Regions from separate parts of the Rattus norvegicus genome. Here region 2 is linked to region 1. Evidence: chromatin contacts called from public Hi-C data. All regions are on one chromosome and are shown on one strand. The core of a region is the stretch at or near the end of the contact, and the rest is flanking DNA. Distances in the headings are between cores, read along the strand shown.

Region 1 (4,826 bases), core at 1,312-3,811:
ACAGTGCAGGGTTCTTCCTCAGGCCTGGCCAAGGGCCAGTGCTCTGTGCTAATTCTTGGCCACACCTACCGAGGGTAGTGGCCCATCCCTTCCTGTCCTTAAACAGCTGAGGGATTCAACTGGGCAGGCCCAGACAGATGCATAACACAGAAGTTCCATTCAGCTCAAGAGACTTCTTACAGAAACACTGAGCATTCTCACGGGACTACCTGAGATGTGGGTACCTGTTCAAAGGCGACTTCACACAGCTGATAAGCACACTCAAACTTACAAGTCATGGCAGAAACAATTTTCCTTTAATTTTGTCCAAATGACTCTAGATACCAGAGTTCTTTCTGTCCACTGTGCATCTATTTCAGGATGGCCAGCTGTTTCAACTTTTCTGGGCAGTAAATTGTGGCCCAGGCAACCATATCTGATTCCCAGATAGCCTCCTAGTGGCCCACAACATGCCCATCTGTGCTGTTGGCAGGGAACCCAGGAGGAGGTGACTACACCCTGTCTACCCTGATAAATCAACTGAGAAAGGGACTCATAAGACACACCTCCTCCACCTCTGATGGACCAACTCAGCTACCCCAAAAGCAAGGAGCTAAATTGAGCGTGTTTTCCCACGTCTCTGGAAAAAACACCACAGGCCAATTTTGGATCTACACAGCCAAAAAAGTGAGTTTACAAAGGATTTTTCTCAAGGTATCACTTAAGCAGTTAAAGATAGTAAAATTCTTTAAGTCCTTGACCATAAACACATTGATTTTTTTTTTTAAGGAAATATTGAACCATGGAAAGCAATTCTTAGGCACCAGGACTCACACGGTTCAGATTCAAGCGGTCAGAGACCGGAGAAACTCCACCCAATGCAGCTCAGGGCATGCTCTGAGAGTGGACTGACTTCTGAAACCTCGAAACTGGCGGAGGAAGCTTATTTATAAATGAAGTATTTGCTCTCGGGGGCAAAGGTGAGATAATTTTGAACTATGAGGAAAGTAAAAGCTTGGGGCCAGGATGCCTTTTAAAGGTTTCGTTTGTTTTAAAATCATTCTTTTGAATAAACAGCGCGAGGGTAAGGACTGTTTGTAAGCTCAATGTGGGTTCAACCCGGCCTGCGGGGTGGATGCTTGGCGCTGGGGATCTGGGGATTTCTCAAGCCAGCGCTATGCTAGGCATCTTTTTTAGTAAGCTTCCCCCTCACCGCCAGTAAACAACGAGAAAGTCAAGAGGACAAGTTCCTCCACCAAGAAGCAAGTGTGGAAACTTTGAAGCCTTCTAGAATTTTTAAAACTTTTTTTTTTAAGTTTTTAAAAAGTTTTTCTTTTCTTTTGGTCCGGGTGGACTGGCTATCTCTTCAAAATTCAATCTTTGTTTTCGTCCTTTGGTAGGAAAGCCACACCACGGCAAAGTCCAGGGGATGTGGCTAAGGTTATTGGAACTGTGAGAGGAGGGTAGTTAGGCTGGGGACTCCTCTGGGTAGTGGCAAAAGTCTCAAATGAGTTAGAGAGAGGCAGTCCATGCCATACACTCCCCCAAGTGCCAAGCGGAAAGGAACAAAACCGGGAACGTTCTCGGAGAGTTGTGGCATGTAGACCAGGGTGGCGGTCCTCTCGAGCTGGGGACCGGGTGGAGCCCTCCGCAGGAGGTGTTTACCCCACACAGGGACCCTACGGGCCTGGGCTCCCCGCCAGCGTGACTGCCCCTGCGCGCTGTCGTCACAGGGTCCCCGCAGCCCGGGCCACCGCCAGGTGCTCCGCGGTACCTGGAGCCCCTGCCTGCCTTTGTGCAGCGCTCGGCCCATCACCAGCGCAGGCGGGGCTGCCCGGGTCCTCCCCGATGCCAGGAGGGCAGCTGCGGGATCAGCCTGCCAGGGAGCTCACGCCGGTGCCTGCCCAGGGGAGAGGACCCGAGGGACACAGGCGTGCCCCTCACCTTCGCTGGAGGAGAACAGAGTCTCCAGTCCCACGACTATGCGGGTGAAAACGGACATACACACTCTCTGGCTTCAGACAGCTGGCAGCCACAACAACACTGCCACCAAAACTTTGCCGGCGCAGAAAGTCACTTCAGAGAGTTTTCCTTGCCACCCTTGGTCCCTCTTCCCGGCTAAGACCGGTTTAACTGCAAACGGCAGGAAATCAGAGCTCCAGAAGTGCATACTCCCGCGTCCACCTTCTCCACCCCCTGGCCTGGGCAGCTTGCCCAAGGTAGGTGCCCGCTCTGGAGCTTCCTGCCCTCTCCCAGGGTCAGGCGTCCTGGGACGCGGCGCAGCCAACTCACCATGGTGACTCCCGCCGCGGTCGCGCCCCCGCCGGGTCCGGCTGCCTAGGCACTAGGGTTGGAACGCGGTCTCCTGGGCGAACTTCAAAAGTTGTTCCCCTTCGCCAAAAAACAATCTCCAGACACCCAAGCACTCACAGGAGCCAATGGAAACCCAGAAGGGACTCCATCCAGGCGGGATCCAAGACTCTGGGTGAAGGCAAAACTTAGCAGACCCGGTGCACACTCCGACCTGGCGATCCCCAACTGTCTAGAGATGCACCCTGATGCGCTCTGCAGGACTGCCTGTCCAGCTGCCTTGCCTGGACCTCCTTTCCCTTAACACTTAATCCAAACTCTTCTCTGGCTCAGGCTGGGCTCGGGCCGGGCAATCTGTCCATAAATGGAGAATTCAGCACAGGCCTGACCAATCAGAGTTTGTTTTCGCAGCGTCACTCCTCAGAGAAGCCGAGGTAGCCAACAAGCGTGAAACTACAAGAGTTTCCAAAGGCCTCTGGATCTTGTAGTCCTGCGGCCTCGCTACCCTGCAGAGCACGCTGCTGTCCCATCGGTCCCCAAGGAGCCACCCCCAAACCGAAAGGATGAAAACACTTGGGGTGAGTGGGAAACCGCTCTCGTGTCTCTTCTCATTAAGGAGAAACTTAGCATCGATTTAGCTCCTACGCACAAGTCGCATGATTTTCCTAGATTCTTCTTTTTTAAAATAAGTATTTCAAAAAGTATTTATAAAAGATCACAAAGTCGCAGCCCAAAGGAAATCCTTCCTTCCTTCCTTCCTTCCTTCCTTTCTTTCTTTCCTTCTTTCTTTCTTTCTCTCTCTCTCTCTCTCTCTCTCTCTCTCTCTCTCTCTCTCTCTGGATTGTGAAGAAAGTCGAAAACATTTCCTCCACCGGTCCTTTATACCTGAATTCATTTCCTTGGGAACGGAGGAGATTGAGAGGGAGGGGGGAGGGAGGGAGGGAGGGAGGGAGAGAGAGAGAGAGAGAGAGAGAGAGAGAGAGAGAGAGAGAGAGCTTGGTCCTCTGCGGTGTCCGGTTTCAGGAAACCAGGTAGCCTAGGAGGGAGGGGAACACAGATTCCTAAACACGATGAGGGAGTCTGACTCCTAGTGAAGGGAAGCAAACTCGCAGGGCCACCACGGGGCTGCGCTCCCAGTGTCTGAGGAAGAAAAGTTCAGTAAGAAAAGTTCCAGAGCACAGAATATCTTGAGATTCGGTCGTCCCCCTTCACGTGAATCTATAGTAAAATAAAATAAAAAAAAAAAATCTTGGCTAGTTAGAGTTTTGCACTTTGTTTTAATGTGGTGCACACCTACCGAGGACTATGGCCAAACCAGGAAAAGGAGTGAATGCTGATACACCCTGCAACAGAGATGGAAGGACCCAGGAAAACTATTATGTGAAAGAGGTCAAGGTTCAAGTTCACCAGGTGCCATTCCATGTGTTCTAGCGGTGGGTAGGGAACACTGCTTAGAGGGAGTAGTAGATCTTGGCTGCTTGGGGGTGTGGAGTGTGGCCTGACAGCGGATGGAACAAAGGGGCTTTGTCTTGGGGGGTGGTCCAAGGATATCCCCTAGGTACTGATGGTGGTGGTAAAACTGACTAGACCCCAAACCACTGAATTGTAAGTTTCCAAGTAAGAATCTTATGGTATGTGAATTACATCAATTTTTTTTAAAAGGGGGGGGAGCATATGTGCACTTCGGAGGACAACTTGTGGGAGCTTGTTTTCCCTCCACCATGTTGGTCCCAGGGGTTGAACTCAGGCGGTTAGGTTTGGCAGCGAGTGCCTTTAATCACAGAGCCATCTCACAACAATTTGAAAGGAAGTCATGTTTGAATTTTTGTAACCATTTCCCGTTTGGGCAATATCTTAGTTAGGGTTTTACTGCTGTGAGCAGACACCATGACCAAACCAAGTCTTATAAAGAACAACATTAACTGGGGCTGGCTTACAGGTTCAGAGGTTCAGTCCTAAGGTGGGAGCATGGCAGCATCCAGGCAGGCATGGTGCAGGAGGAGCTGACAGTTCTACATCTGCATCTGAAGTCTGCTGGGAGAATACTCACTTCCAGGCGCTAGGCTGAGGGTGACTCACCTGGACCTGGAGGACCTACCTGCTTTGCCAGTGTGAGGACCCGAGTTAGATCCCTAAAACCAATGTGGAAAAAACAACTGAGGTGTCATGGGATGTTGGGGGGACAGATATAGGCAGAAAAACTTAGGGTTCACTGGCCAGGCAGCTCAGCCTACTCCTTGATTTCTAGGTCAATAAAAAACCCTAATCTCAAAAACAATAAAGACAGAGGCCTGGAGGGGTGGCTCAGTGGTTAAGACCGCTGGTTGTTCTTGCAGGGGCCTGCGATTTGACTCCCAGAAATGGTTGCTCACATTCCTTTGTCTATTTGTAATTCTGGAGGCTGAGGCAGGAGGATTGCTTCAGTCCAGGAGGTCTAGCCAGCCCGGATAAGAGTGAGACCCCATTAAGACGAAAACAAAAAAATATAATCAGAAGAGAGAGAGAGAGAGAGAGAGAGAGAGAGAGAGAGAGAGAGA
Region 2 (5,199 bases), core at 223-2,722, 57 kb before region 1:
GTTCCAGAACAGCCAGGGCTACACAGAGAAACCGTGTCTTGAGATAAACAAATAGATAAATAGTAAATAGATAGAAAAAGGAGCAGAAGGAGGAGGGGGAGGGGGAGGGGCAGGAGCAGGAGTGGCTGAAGGAAGAGGAAGAGGAGAAAGTGGGGGGGGGTCGAAAGCAGGAGGAGCCACATTTGCATCTGATTTAGCAGAAGACCTGTCTACAGAGCCAATCATGCATCTGCTAATTACGTACTCGTTTTTTATCAATTACCCCCGATTATGTCAAACTGACGGCTACAATGGTATTTGAGGTGGTATGGATTCTGTAGAATGACCACGCCTCTTGGGAGTCACTTAGATGTTTGGATCTGCAGCACCAAATGCAGGTGCTTCTCCCTATCTGAATGGAATGAATCTGCACCCAAGTGCCCATTAAACTGTCCCCTCCCTGGAATCTCCCTGCCTCTTGTTCCAAATATGGGAAGCACAAGGACAGAGTGGCACTGCTTACTGCCTAACTATCCTACTGAGACACTTGCTAGCTGAACTTGGAAATTAATTCCTTTGACTAAAAAAGCACACCTATCCAGGGGATGCTAGTCTGGTTTGCCGCTCCACTCCACTTTCCAAATTCAGGGAGGCAGGTGGACTTTCTCAGGTCCCTTTGTCCTGTCTTGCCTACCCCAATACAGTGGTGTTTGGGCCCTTTCACACACACTGGGTTTCTCCTGCCTCTGGGGAAAGATGCTCTTCATGATTAGGCAGTGAAATTCACATGCAAAGCCCAGCTCTCTCGCCCTGGTTTCTTGCCACTAGCATAGTTGATAGTCTCAGGAAAGTCTGCCTCTGGTCCTAATGCTGCTACCCAGAGTGAATGTTCTGTGTCAATCTAGTCTGTGAGGACCTAAGGCACACACTGCCTCTTCACCAGCCACAGATTCCAAGGAATCTCCTTTCTATTCCCACATCATAGTCAGTTTATTTCTACTTCTTCTCTCTACCATCGGAAGCCATTCCAGGCTTATTTTGCCTCAACCCTGTGCCTGCCTTAGTCTAACAAAGACCCAAGCACATAAACAGCTTTGTAAATGTGTGTCCAATGAATTCATGATTGAGAAAAGAATCACTAAGGTTGAATCATCCCAGTGGGTTGCTGGGTGATCAGATCTGAGTTTAAGATCCCAAATAAGTCTAATCACCGAAGAGGGAGAAAGGCAGAAACAGATACTGCTGAGAAAGGAAGAAAGAGAGGGAGGCTCAGAAAAGAAACGAATAATTGTTTCACTTGCATTTGCTTGGACTTCTGAGAACCCCCTAAACAGAACAGCTAGGCTAGAAGATGGGATTTGTGCAAAAGAGATCAGAGCCGGGGTTAAATAGGAATAATAGAAGCCGTCAAGGAGGGCCAGGAAGGCATGGCTGAGTGCTTGGCACAGGAGACAGGAAGCAGGCGGCCGAGATGGAATCTCCATCAGAGGGTGCAGTCCAGGTCACACAGAAAAGCCACCCTCCTTCCAAAGGCAAGAACGGCTCAAGCTTTCTCACTCAGAGTCTCACTCAGCAAGCAGCCCACCAAGCCACCCCGCATGGTGTTATCACTGGTTTGGGGGGTGTACCTCTGTTTAGCTGCCTAGCCTGATAATAACCATGTTGCTGACTGTGGGGTTATTATTAGGCTGGGCTGTAAGTCTCTGTGTGTGCTCAACCTTGCTACCAGAAAACAAGAGAGGGCAGGAGGAGGGGACCCAAGCTAGCAGAGCTGCTAAGGCTGTTTTTCATCCCAGAGCCTGGGAGAAAACAAACAGCCCTGTAAGATCCCAATTTCTAAGCACACTTAAAGGTAGCAATTCCAGCCTAAATGCCTCTGGGCTTGGTAATGCTCCACCCTAGTGAAAGGGCAAAATTATCAAGGCACAGAGAGGCCAGAGGCATCCCGCTGTGGATGAAGGGTCCATGCCAGCTTCTAAGTAAAATGAGGGATTACAGTAATTCAGCCCAAAGCGATTTCCCGTTTTAACTGCTGTTTCCTGTTTTCCACACCGGGCCTCACAAGGATATTTAGAACCGAATGCAGGGTTCCCAGGCCGTTCCCTTCACTGGGGGACATTCTTCACCGTTCACTCATCACAGTGTTCAACATGGCAAATGGACTGTTTTCCTACTGGCCTCAATGTGTGGCCACCATAACTGCCACGGAGAGAATTCTTGGCTCTGTGGGACAGAGTTGAGCCAGTCTCTGGCACCATGAACTTCTTTCCCTGGACCCAACTGCCCTCCAAATGGGTCAGCAACCACCAGCCGGGTTGCCTGGACTTGGGAGAAGGGGTGTAGGACAAAAAGGGAATGGTTGCTCTCTCCGGTTGCTGGTGAAGTAACTAGCCAGTCCTCCCTCCTTCCCTCCTTTTTCTCCCTTGTTGGTTTTTATAGGCAGGATAAGGAAGGTAATCGGGGTTTTGTAACCTTTTATTTCGATACAATTTCTAGCTATAAAAAGCTACAAAAATATATAAAGACTCCTTACCCTCCATCCATTTGCAACACTTGCTTTCTCCTTCCCACTGTGGTTGTCCACCCTCCACCAGGGTTCCTCCGGGAGCATTTAAGAAGAAGACAGGAGGGTTGGGGATTTGGCTCAGAGGTAGAGCGCTTGCCTAGCAACTGCAAGGCCCTGGGTTCGGTCCCCAGCTCCAAAAAAAAAGAAAAAAAAAAAAAAAAAAAGACAGGGGCCAGAGAGATGGCTTAGCTGTTAAAGGCTAAGCTCCCAGCCCCAAAATATAAGATAGGCACATAATGACTCTTGTTCATTACCTACAATGTGTATCTACTAAAGAGGGTGTTTTCCCATAACTGCAGGTCAGGAAGAAACTTGGATGCACTTTCTTTTGTGCCTCTCCAGGGACTGGAATGGTGTCTGCCCCTAGCTCTGGATTATTAATGGGTTACATTTGGTTGTCAGACCTCTTTCATCTCCTTTCCTTTGTTACAGCTTTCCTTTGTCTTTTATGATTGTTGACATTTTTTTAAAGAATTCAGGCCAATTATTTTAGAGAGTTTCCCTCCCTCCCTGTTCGGTTTGTCTGATGTTTGTTCATAATTAGATTCGGTTCTTGTGATTTGGGCTAGAATTCTAGACAAGCAAGTGAGTGTCCTTCTCGGGGTGTCATGTAACATTAGTGGGTATTAATGGTGCTCATTCTTTGGACCTGTTTATATCCAAGCCTGTTTGCCTGAGGATTCATTTAGAACTTTTTCTGTTGTCATTGACAAGTGATGTGTGGGGAGATACTTAGAGACTACATAAATTTCCTCTACTTTAAACATCTACTGGCTCTTGATAAGATTAAAACTTAAAACCAGTTGGTCCCCATTTTGGAGGGATGCTTTCTTCCTGGCCCCAGAATTTTGCAGACAAGGAGGACTAAGTAACATCTAACTGGGCTTCCCAGAGTCATGGCTGCTGACTTCCTCAGAGACTGCTGGATCCCAGGGAGGGGAAGGATGCTGGACAGAGATGCTGTTCATCATCAAGGCTGCCTTCCACCTCCACAGGGCAGGAACAAGACGCTTTAGAAGCTGAAAACCAGAGCTATGAGTCAGGCTATGTCTTAATGCCAGACAGCTCTGTCCAAAGACAGAGGAAATCGGCTCAGACGATATGCAAAGCTATTCCATGCATGAGAGTAGACAGCTAGTCATTCAACATCGTCCACCCTTCCTCCACCCTGTTCCTCTCTGCCTCAGCTACCAAGCCTTTCAACAAGTACCTATTTAAAGTGTGGACGTGGAAGAAGTCTTTTGGGATTGGATTGTCTAAAGTCACGCAGGGATCAGGGGATGTGAATAAGGCAAGAGTGGAGAAGTGGAAGAATAGGCAATAGGGGGCCAACACCTGTCCCTAAGCCAGACTACGGAGTTGTCCCTCCAGGTGTGTACTCCAGCCATTCATGTTCCCACAGGGAAATGCTACCCCCAAATTCCTCAGGACTCATGAACACAAACAGCAATGGCAAGGCAACATTCTTTAATGACAGCATTCTTTAATGACTCTTTCAATTTTCCCCATTAACCACAGCCTGGTTTTCTTACCCATTCACTAACCCAGTCCTTTAATCCAGGCATCAACTTGTTCTGGATACTGTAATAGGCCCTGGGGATATAAGGTTTGTTTTTTTTTTTTAAAAAAAGACACAGAGGTGCACAAATTAATTACTTAAATCCGCATTTACAGTCCCATTGTGGTTTGTTAACACGAGATTCAATTCTTTCACAATATAAAAACACCAGAAGGAGCTGGTGACTTAATCAGGAAAGAGAATACAGACGTAATTCACACCAAGCTGTGAAATATTACCCGGGGTTGCCAGGTAAGCTGAGGAGCTGCTAGTCAACACACACACACACACACACACACACACACACACACACACACACACACACACACACACTTCACTGATCTTCCCAAGCAAGTAAACCCTAATCTGATGGCCCTGTTTTGAGAGTGCTCTCCCTAATTTCTGTGTTTTTCTTCATTCATTCCATTTAAATTAAGCTGACTAAAGCTTCTCTAACAAATTTTTTTTTCTTACTCTTAACAGTTTTATTCCAAAACTTCAATGCCCGGCTGCAAAATGGGGACATTTGATGTGAGCTCTAACATCTTCCTTTGACCCACAAGGGGTTTTAAATATCCTGCTTGGAACCTGGAACGCTCTAATGTAATGTAAGATCTTCATATTGAGCACTAAAACAGCAGTTTTCTAGAGACCAATTAGCCACTTGGTAAGGCATCTTCGGGAAAAGCGGCCAGTGTTAAATATCCCGGCCTCTCTCGGGTCTTCCTGAATCCCTTCTAGGCAAATCAACCGGTGTGTCCGGCTTAACCAGTCCCTGGACAAAGGCTCTGGGTGGAGAGGGGTTTCCTGTTCCCTAGACACTGGCTGCTTGGTGTTCACTGAAGGCCACAGATGCCTAATCCAACAAGGACCCTAGCACAAACTCTGAACCATCCACACTCATCACCAACTTCTCCAGCACCTATCCACTCTCCCTACTTCCCCAGCGTGCTCCCACACTCTCGGGTTTAGTCACAGGAGGAAGTGGCTCTGAAGTCCCCATGCTGTCATACTTTGAAATCTGGAAGTGGCCCAAATGCTGGAAAGGGGAGTTGAAGGAAGGCTGGCGACCAGGAGCTGCTCGGCTGAGGGAGGC

What was found. A called contact is a pair of places that touch in the nucleus more often than the background predicts.
Region 2: a contact with region 1 is called in a Hi-C map of psoas muscle, with 2.0 times the contacts expected there. The contact joins the enhancer-like site here to the promoter of Myo1e in region 1. A contact is called at or near these places in 6 of 12 Hi-C or Micro-C datasets (the A7r5 cell line, Schwann cells, kidney and 3 more).

The regions. Positions count from the first base shown.
Region 1 is chr8:79,766,563-79,771,388 of GRCr8, reverse strand. It overlaps Myo1e (myosin IE), which reads right to left and starts at 2,561. Exons shown (of 28, transcript NM_173101.2): 1 at 2,272-2,561. The coding sequence starts at 2,274. It also overlaps the pseudogene Rpl37a-ps11.
Region 2 is chr8:79,821,649-79,826,847 of GRCr8, reverse strand. The region is part of intron 1 of Myo1e (myosin IE); the gene reads right to left. It also overlaps the pseudogene Rpl37a-ps11. Among named protein-coding and RNA genes, the nearest start is that of Myo1e, 55 kb to the right of the region's middle. Within about 2 kb of position 1,472, at least 31 of the 93 cell types and tissues checked have an H3K27ac peak or open chromatin away from gene starts, as enhancers often do.